Linked DNA regions of Mus musculus: regions 2 and 3 are each linked to region 1. Evidence: chromatin contacts called from public HiChIP or PLAC-seq and promoter capture Hi-C data. All regions are on one chromosome and are shown on one strand. Each heading gives the region's core, a stretch centred on a gene start, on an enhancer-like site or on the middle of the called end of the contact. The rest is flanking DNA. Distances are from core to core; before and after follow the strand shown.

Region 1 (3,231 bases), core at 419-2,918:
TCACAGTCATCCATTGGATGAAGCACAAGGTCCCCAATGAAGGAGCCAGAGAAAATACCCAGGGGTCTGAAGGGGTCTGAAGCCCCACAGGAGGCACATCAATATGAACTAACCAGTACCCTCAGAGCTCCTTGAAACTAAACCACCAATCAAAGAAAACACATGGTGTAACTTGTGGCTCTAGCTATATATGTAGCAGAGAATGGCCTAGTCGGTCATCAATGGGAGGAGAGGCTCTTGGTCCTGTGAAGGCTCTATGCCCCAGTATAGGGGAATGCCACGACCATGAATGGGAGTGGGTGGGTTGGGGAGTGGGTAGGGGGGATAGGGGATGTTCGGATGGGAAATTAGGAAAGGGGATAACATTTGTAATTTAAATAAAGAAAATATATAATAGTAATAGTAATAATAATAATAATTTTTCCTTTCTTGGGATCCTGTTAGCTCCATTTCATTTTCTAAAGTTTCTTCAAACTTTCTTTGCAAGTCAAGCATTAATCTGCAACTACCATTGTGCAGCTCTTCCATTGTTTCCAAGATAAGAACACACAGCATGCACCTGGGCCATTAAGATTTTACTGTGCAGTGTCTCATGCCTCAATTTTTAATTCTTTAAAAATCATTACATCAAGGAACACCCAAATTCACAGAATTCACCAGAGCAGAAAGAAAAAGAAGTAAGAAAGTCAGATATAATAGAATTATCCATAGCAAGGACAATTGAAAAGCAGTCACACACAAATAAATCCATGCAGTCTAGGGCTAAGGTTAGGAGAAACCCTGTCTTCAAACACACACATACACACACACACCCGCAAAAAAAAAAAAAAAAAAGAGCTGCCGCAGGCTACTGAGATGTCTCCATCCCAGCCTACTGCAGGCAGTCCCCTATTTCAGATGGCAGGTCCCCCGAAGGGATGTGTTTCCTGCTTCTCAGGGTTTCAGAAGCCATCCTTTTCTACAAGGAGCTGCTGCGGGCTTCTAAGATGCCTCCATCCTGGCCTACTGCAGGTAGGCCCTGTCATTGTATGTTGTCCCCAGCAAGCTACAAAAAATTATGTGATCAAATAATGGAGAACAAATTTCAGGAGAAAGAATCAGAGGAAGTATCAACAAGAATTAGAAGCATGTTATATGTTTATATATTATTCATTCAATTCTTATATTAACAATACAAGATTTGCATGGGTGTTTCAGTGCACACAGATACACTTTTTTTTTTTTCTGAAAAATCAAAACAAAACAAGAGTCCATGGCTTTATCAGATTCACAAGGAGCGCCCTACAGTCCAGAAGAGATCCGCACACCTGCATGCCAGTGACACATTGACATGTGGGTTCCACAGGAACCACAAGAAACAGCAGCTGTTTCCAGTCTTGTCCAATGAAGTAGTCAGAGCTTTTCTCATAAGATTAGAATGGCATGGTAAGCCTCCTCCTCTCACCAGCTAAGAAGCTATTAGAAAAATCTGCAAGTGACTATATTATGTAACTCTTGTGTATCTGGGAGTATATAAGGAGATTGGGCAATGTAACCTCCCCCACCATGAAGCAGGCTGGGTCAGACTCCATTGCCACTGAGAATTAGACCACCTGGGGTGGAGCCTTCCTGCCTAGACGGCTCTATTGTTCTTCCACCCGCCACTTCACCTCCAAGACACTGCTACCTGCTGAGAGGCCGCTGAGATACTCCAGAGGAACATCCTATCCTGTACCTCCCCAAAAGGCTGGCTCCAGACACCAAGAATGGACTGGTGGGGGATGGGCCTTCCCCCTTATAAGCATACTCTCTTAGTAAACTGGCCTTGAACAGAACCTGTCTTGGTCTCCATTAATTTCTCTCGCACTCTAGTCTCTTTCAGCCCCAGCCTGCCTCCCAGGTGTACCCGGTTCAAGTAGGCCGCGGGCCAGCTTACAACAGGGCAATTCAATGTTAATTAAGTTCACTAGAACAGGCTATCATTATGTAGGTCTAGCATCCCTCTCACAGTTTGATTGGGAAATACCCCTTTCCCCAACTCTTATGGTGGCACTATTTGGAGAAGGTGTCATCTTTAGGAGACAGAGACTGGCCGAAAAAAACAGACCTTGTCTAGAGAAACCTCTTCTTACTTCCTGTCCCTTAGGAATAATTGCTACTCTTTCTTTTCCTTGATTTCTCCATGATGTCTACCAACCATGAACTGAATCCCCTGAAACCATGAGGTAAAATAAAGCTTTCTTCCTTTTTTCCCTTTTAAATCACAGTGATGAGAAGACCTAATAGTCCCTATAAAAAACAAAAAACAAACAAACAAAAAAACGGAACTAGTGCATGCCAGGTGGTGGTGTCAAATGCCTTTTGGCCCAGAACTCAGGAGACAGAGTCAAACAAATCTCTGAGTTCATGGCCAGTTTGGTCTACAGAGCAAGTTCCAGGGCAGGGCTGCGCAGAGAACCTGTCTCAAAAGACAAAACAAACAAACAAACAAACAAAAAAGAGGAAAAACTATTTGGGAACACAAGGATAAGGTTAGATCTATGAGTCAGTGGGAGGAGGTGTCTCAAAAATCAACCCTACTACAGGCTTGATCTCAAAATTCCATTCTTCATCAATGAGCAAAGTTTTCTGCTGTGAATGAACTGCCTTTAGTGTTTTGTTTTGTCCCCCTCTCCCCTGCCCCGACAGCCCTAGAAAACCAATAAAGAACCCCAATAATTACTCATTCAACAGTTACTGAACTTCTGGATACAGGAAAGTAGAAGTAAACAAAAGCATTCCAGAGCCCTAAATGGAATAGAGCAATTAATAGGGAAGAAAGTAACATGTGCCACTTTATAGTGTTAAGTAACAGGAATAAAAGTAGAGGCAAGATCATAAATGTTGGCAATTATAAAGATGGTAGTGTACAAACTTTGACAGAATGTGACACACTTAAAAGATGATATTTGAATGAAGACAACGAAATTAACAGTGGACCATGTAAACAAGTATATAGAGCATTATATACAGGGGGTAAGAGTGTGAATGAAAATTCAAAAAGTGAATTGATGAGTAACTAGAGAGATCATGAAGCAAAGCAATAAGAAGTTGGGTCAAGGAAGTAAGCAAACCCAATCCACCCGAAGTTCAGGTAGGGAGATCCTGGATTTTCCTACAGATGAGGAGACAGTCCTGAGGAGTCTGTGGTGATCATCCAAGTAAGAAAGCTTAGATGAGGATGGCAGTAAATGTGGTTTGACAGACTTGTTT
Region 2 (3,231 bases), core at 199-2,698, 910 kb before region 1:
TTTCTTTCTTCAGAGACTTGCATATAGATATTTCACTTCCTTCTTTCACACTAAGGTATTTTCTATTATTTGTGTCTATTGTGTAGGGTGTTGTTTCCCTAATTTCTTTCTCAGCCTGTTTATCCATTGTGTAGAGAAAGCCCACTGATTTGTTTGAGTTAATTTTATATCTAGCCACTTCACTGAAGCTGTTAACAGGTTTAGGAATTCTCTGATGGAATTTTTAGGGTCACTTGTATATACTATCATATCATCTGCAAATAGTGGTATTTTGACTTCTTCCTTTCGAATTTGTATCCCCTTGACCTCCTTTTGTTGTCTAATTGCTCTGGCTAGACTTCTAGTACTATATTGAATAGGTAGGGAGAAAGTGGGCAGCCTTTTAGTGGAATTCTTTCCAGCTTCTCTTCATTTACTTTGATGTTGGCTACTGGTTTGCTGTATATTGCTTTTATTATGTTTAGGTATAGGCCTTGAATTCCTGATCTTTCCAAGTTTTTTATCATGGAGGGGTGTTGGACTTTGTCAGATGCTTTCTCAGCATCTAACAAGATGATCATGTGGTTTTTGTCTTTGAGTTTGTTTATATAGTGGATTCCGTTGATGGATTTCCGTATATTAAACCATCCCTGAATCGCTGGAATGATGGACTATTGTTTTGATGTGTTCTTGGATTCGGTTTGCGAGGACTTTATTGAGTATTTTTGCATCGATATTCATTAGGGAAATTGGTCAGAAGTTCTCTTTCTTTGTTGGATCTTTGTGTGGTTTAGGTATCAGAGTAATTGTGGCTTCATAGAATTAATTGAGTAGTGTTCCTTCTGTTTCTATTTTGTGGAATAGTTTGAGGAGAGTTGGAATTAGGTCTTTTTTGAAGGTCTGATAGAATTCTGCACTAAACCCATCCAGTCCTGGGCTTCTTTTGGTTGGGAGGGGATATGGGGCTGTATAGATCGTTAATCTGATCCTGATTTAATTTTAGTACCTGGAATCTGTCTAGAAATCCATTTCTTGCAGGTTTCCAGTTTTGTTGAGTATAGCAAAATCATTTCTGATTTTGTTAGTTAGGATGTTGTCCCTGTGCCCTCTAGTGAGTCTGGCTAAGGGTTTATTGTTGGGGCCGGCTTGAGGCTCTCATGTAAGATTTCGAGCCTGGGAGGCAGCCTGGATCTGAAAGAAAAGGAAACTAGGCAGAGAGAGAGAGAGAGAGAGAGAGAGAGAGAGAGAGAGAGAGAGAGAGAGAGAGAGAGAGATATGGAACCAATACAGTATTCTGATCAAGGCTCAAATTTTTAATGGGGGACAAGCTTTATAAAGGAGGGGGGAAGCCCATTCCTGCCAAATCATACTCGGAGCCCAGCTGCAGGTGACCAAGTGTAGGATCAGATGTAGACTGTGGAACAGCTAGGCAGACTCCCAGCAGGTAGCAGCAGCAGCAGTTGCTGAACAATAGAGTGATCCAGGGAGGCAGGCTCCACCCTAGGTGATCTCCTTAGTAGCAACAAAGTCAAGGTCTGGCTCAGCCTGCTTCAGGCTTGTTAGAGGCTACAGTTTATCTTTCTTGTTGATTTTCTCAAAGAACCAACTCCTGGTTTGGTTAATTCTTTGAATAGTTCTTTTTGTTTCCACTTGGTTGATTTCACCCTTGAGTTTGATTATTTCCTGCCTTCTACTCTTCAGTGAATTTGCTTCCTTTAGTTCTAGAGCTTTTAGGTGTACTGTCAAGCTGCTAGTGTGTGCTCTCTCTAGTTTCTTTTTGGAGGCACTCAGAGCTATGAGTTTTCCTCTTAGGAATGCTTTCATTGTTTCCCATAAGTTGGGGTATGTTTTGGCATCATTTTCATTAAACTCTAAAAAGTCTTTAATTTCTTTATTTCTTCCTTGACCAAGTTATCCACGTGAATGTTGGCTTTGTTTTATTTATGTTGTTATTGAAGATCAGCCTTAGTGCATGGTGATCTGATAGGAATCATGGGGCAATTTCAATATTTTTGTATCTGTTGAGGCCTGTTTTGTGACCAATTATATGGTCAGTTTTGGAGAAGGTACCATGAGGTGCTGAGAAGGTATATCCTTTTGTTTTAGGATAAAATGTTCTGTAGATATCTGTTAAATCCATTTGTTTCATAACTTCTATAAGTTTCTCTTTGTTTTTATTTAGTTTCTGTTTCCAGGATCTGTTCATTGATGAGAGTGGGGTGTTGAAGTCTCCCACTATTATTGTGTGAGGTGCAATGTGTGCTTTGAGCTTTACTAAAGTTTCTTTAATGAATGTGGCTGCCCTTGCATTTGAAACATAGATATTCAGAATTGAGAGTTCATCTTGGAAGATTTTACCTTTGATGAGTGTGAAGTGGCCCTTCAAAGTTATTTTTTAAAATAACTTTGGAAGTTGATTTTATTCGATATTAGAATGGCACTCCACCTCGTTTCTTCAGACCGTTTGCTTTGAAAATCGTTTTCCAGCCTTTCACTCTGAGGTAGTGTCTGTTTTTTTCCTCTGAGATGGGTTTCCTGTAAGCAGCAAAATGTTGGGTTCTGTTTGTGTAGCCAGTCTGTTAGTCTATGTTTTTTTTTATTGGGGAATTGAGTCCATTGATATTAAGAGATATTAAGGTAAAGTAATTGTTGCTTCCTGTTATTTTGTTGTTAGATTTGGGATTCTGTTCTTGTGGCTGTCTTCTTTTAGGTTTGTTGAAGGATTACTTTCTTGCTTTTTCTAGGGCATATTCTGTCCTTGTATTGGTGTTTTTCCATTATTATCCTTTGAAGGGCTGAATTTGTGGAAAGATATTTTGTGAATTTGGTTTTGTCATGGGATACTTTGGTTTCTCCATCTATGGTAATTGAGAGGTTTGCATAGTAGCCTGGGCTGGAATTTGTGTTCTCTTAGTGTCTGTATAACATCTGTCCAGGATCTTCTAGCTTTCATAGTGTCTGGTGAGAAGTGTGGAGTAATTCTAATAGGCCTGCCTTTATATGTTACTTGACCTTTTTCCCTTACTGCTTTTAATATTCTGTGTTTATTTAGTGCATTTTTTGTTCTGATTATTATGTGTCAGGAGGAATTTTTTTTCTGGTCCAGTCTATTTGGAGTTCTGTAGGCTTCTTGTATGTTCATGGGCATCTCTCTCTTGGTATGGGAAGTTTTCTTCTATAATTTTGTTGAATATATTTGCTGGCCCTTTAAGTTGAAAATCTTCATTCTCATCTACTCCTATTATCCGTAGG
Region 3 (3,231 bases), core at 246-2,745, 880 kb before region 1:
AACAAAATCTGGTTATTAGTTTCTTGATATTTTTATTTCTTTTGACTCTTTTTGGTACAAGGACTCATGAGTATTGCTTCTCAACAACAACAACAACAACAACAACAACAACAACAACAAAAGAAATTTCAAAGCTCTCCCTACGGAGAAGCAAGGTTTTCGAAAATCATCAGTGCGTTTAGCCTTCAATATTTCATGGCAAGTCTTTTTGAGTGCCTTTGGTAATGCGTGGGCAGGTATATTAGCCCTTCCTATCAACTCTGAATTGGCTGGTTATCCTTGCTTCAGATGCACAAACTGGAGTGCTGCCTCACAAACATAATGAATCAAATAAAGGGGTTGTAACCATTCAAGTTTGTCATCTTAAATTTGCTGAGTTGATATGGGCAAAAGGAGATAGAAATGGCTTATTTCAACTTTCCTGTTTCTATCCTAGTGGGCGAATCAAATGAAGCACAGATGGGGCTAGTCTTTTGATACAGAGACTTAATTATGCAAGATGCAATAAATACAACAGAGGTCACTGTTTTTTCTTTATGAGAGATAACCACACAACCAAGGCATCTTTCTTCTGGGTGATGAGGACTCTTCCTGCACCCAGGCTTGTGCAACACCAAGTCTTGACCTCCAAATAATTAAGAATTATTTATTTATTTATTTATTTATTTATTTAATGAGTGTTATGTCATCATGTAGTTGCAATGCCTGTGGAGGCCAGAAGAGGGAGATCTCCTGGAAATGGAGCTAGAGATGGTTTTGATGATCCCTGTGAGTTCCTGGATGTGGCCTTAGGTCCTTTGCAAGAACAGTTAGCACCTAAATCACTGACCCATCTCTCTACCCCAGTTTTAAATATATTTCAAGACACCCATCAAAGAAAAATACTGAACTTTTTTTTTTAATTACTTATTTTACTTATATGAGTACATTGTCACTGTTTTCAGACACACCAGAAGAGGGCGTTCAATCCCATTACAGAGGGTTGTGAGCCACCACGTGGTTCCTGGGAATTGAACTCAGGACATCTGGAAGAGCAGTCAGTGCTCTTAACCACTGAGTCATCTCTCCAGCCCCTATACTGATTCTTAAGAGCAATTTTTGTTTTTCCCTTTTCCCCCCACGTTCTGACTTTCTGATCAGGTTCCCTTCAGGTTGATGCACAGTCACAGGAAGTCAGGCAAGAAGGGGGAAGTAAGTAACTTCTAGCTTACTGGAGTGTTTTAAGAGTCCTATTGAGAAATGAGTTAATATATCGCAGGGCTCATAATAACGCATGTTTATATTAACTCAGCGCTTAGCGAACCTAGTACATCTGAAAGATCAACTCTCCAGCAGGCTACAAGTTTCCGCTGAACCTTTCACAGGCGAAACATTCGGAACTGCGCCTGCTCTGTTGGCATAGTAACGCCCCTTCCCTACTATTTTGAAATGCAGATTCGGTTTCTAAATTACGACAGTCGTAAACCGAGGTTTCCCGACGGCGTCCTTGCTTTTCGACGGCAACAACTATGGAGGCGTTTAGTGTAAGATTTGAAAGTGCTAGCAGTATCGAAGAGCGAAAAGAACAGACCCGTAATGCCAGGGCCGAGGTGTTACGCCAGGTATCCCGGCTTTGGAGAATTTTCTTTCTTCCTTTTTAAAACTGGGGTTGTACTAAGGGCTTCTGCATGCTAGGTAATCGCTTTCCGAGATTTAGTTCTTGAAATACTTTCGTTTTATAAATCTTACGGTTTCGGAATGTTATTTAAAAGTTGTAGGACTTGAGAATCCTGGGAGATAGTCCACTCACTTCTCTCGTTACTTCGGTATCTCACCTTGTCTGATTTTGGTCTTTTTCCAATGCAGTTGTCTTCTAAACGCTCGGACCGGCTCCATTTGCTATTTCTCTCCGCAAAAAGATTGATTGGTTTCCTTCCAGTTTCCTTAGTTTTTAAGCACTCTTGATATTTCAGCCGCCTGGATTGCTCAGTTTCTGTGTCCAGTGTCACATCCGAGGACTCTTCTTACCAGTTAATTCGAAGCATGAGTCATTGCCCCGGCTTATTGGAAGTAGGACACATTTGAATACGTTGGTGTTTCCTCCACGTTTTCCTTTCAACTCCAGGCTTAGGCCAGCCTTTACTGATTGAAACACTGTTTTAGCATAAGAGACTCAGAATATGTGCTCCCCGACCCCAGGTTTTGGAAACAGAATTCTCATTAACATTGAAATGTATGGAGTTTATAAAAACGGAAGAAGTAAATTATTGAACAGTTATTGACAGTTATTCCTGATTAATTGTGACAGTGAAAAAGATGAATTTGTAGTTGAACAACGGAATGTTCCGTGACTATGTTTTGGGTTTTTTGTTTTATGATAAAAGAATTTTAAATAAGTTTAAATGCATATAGAGAGTAGAAAATAAATAGGAAGAATGAGTAATGCCTTCCTTCAGTCACATTTTAAGGGGATGGGTGGGCAGTTAGTCTTGGTCAGATAAAGCATCATGAATATTGGCTGATTTCAAAATAGATATAATGAATAATCATAATGACTGTCTGTTTGATATTTCAAACAGTTTTTGGAAGAAACTCTTTGTCAGCTGTGAAGAATTTTAGACAAATCTACATACAGTTTGATAAGGACCAAAGTCAGCTTAGGAATTTTGACAGATGGATGAGAAAGCAGAAGAAACTTCTTGCATTGTATTACTATTGTTGACTGCTGACTAGAAATTAGCCATATGGTTCTTTCTTTTTAAGAGGATAACTTTTCTGAGTCAATTGTATTGGCACTGTCTATTTTGAAGGCATGGAAAAAGGTCAGATTTATAACTTTTGGGAAAGTCTAAAGAACTAGCCACAGTGACAATGAAGGTTAAAGTGATTCCAAATCCTATTTGAGACAGAGAGAAAAGAGGATATATGTTAGTCTTGTACTGAATACTGTGTGTGATTTGTACCCAAATTTAGTGAAGATTGGTAGTCCCAAAGGAAAGCTATTAATAACTTCCTTTTATTAATCATTTTGTTTATCTTTCAAATGTTATTCCCCTTCCCAGTCTCCTCTTCACAAATCCTTCCACCCTTCCTCCTCCCTTTTGCCTCTAAGAGGGTACTTCCCCTTCCACCACCCACTCCTGTCTCAGTCCTCTAGCATCCACTTTCTCTAGGGTATCAAGCCTCCACAGCACCAAGCACCTCCCCTCCCATTGATGCCAGATGAGGCAATAATCCTCTGCTACATATGTA

The links. Promoter capture Hi-C pulls out the DNA fragments that hold promoters and counts their contacts. HiChIP or PLAC-seq counts read pairs in DNA pulled down with a chosen protein or histone mark.
Region 2: an H3K27ac HiChIP or PLAC-seq map of embryonic stem cells shows a contact between it and region 1, with 8 read pairs. The contact joins two enhancer-like sites. A contact is called at or near these places in 2 of 115 datasets of contacts at active chromatin or transcription factors (both in embryonic stem cells).
Region 3: a promoter capture Hi-C map of embryonic stem cells shows a contact between it and region 1, with 5 times the contacts expected there. The contact joins the promoter of Cwf19l2 here to the enhancer-like site in region 1. A contact is called at or near these places in 13 of 39 promoter capture datasets (the 3T3-L1 cell line, 3T3-L1-derived adipocytes, the C10 cell line and 9 more), 2 of 484 Hi-C or Micro-C datasets (cortical neurons and stem cell-derived primordial germ cell-like cells) and 5 of 115 datasets of contacts at active chromatin or transcription factors (embryonic stem cells, epiblast stem cells, large pre-B cells and 1 more).

What each region holds. Positions count from the first base shown.
Region 1 is chr9:4,282,418-4,285,648 of GRCm38.p6, forward strand. No RefSeq gene overlaps it. Among named protein-coding and RNA genes, the nearest start is that of Aasdhppt, 25 kb to the right of the region's middle. Within about 2 kb of position 1,669, at least 26 of the 459 cell types and tissues checked have an H3K27ac peak or open chromatin away from gene starts, as enhancers often do. A contact at or near this core is called in embryonic stem cells, epiblast stem cells, stem cell-derived epiblast-like cells and 1 more, where this site is marked.
Region 2 is chr9:3,375,068-3,378,298 of GRCm38.p6, forward strand. The region is part of intron 10 of Alkbh8 (alkB homolog 8, tRNA methyltransferase); the gene reads left to right. Among named protein-coding and RNA genes, the nearest start is that of Gm23275, 19 kb to the right of the region's middle. Within about 2 kb of position 1,449, at least 8 of the 459 cell types and tissues checked have an H3K27ac peak or open chromatin away from gene starts, as enhancers often do. A contact at or near this core is called in embryonic stem cells, where this site is marked.
Region 3 is chr9:3,402,590-3,405,820 of GRCm38.p6, forward strand. Cwf19l2 (CWF19-like 2, cell cycle control (S. pombe)) reads left to right here and starts at 1,496. Exons shown (of 18, transcript NM_027545.2): 1 at 1,496-1,601. The coding sequence starts at 1,509.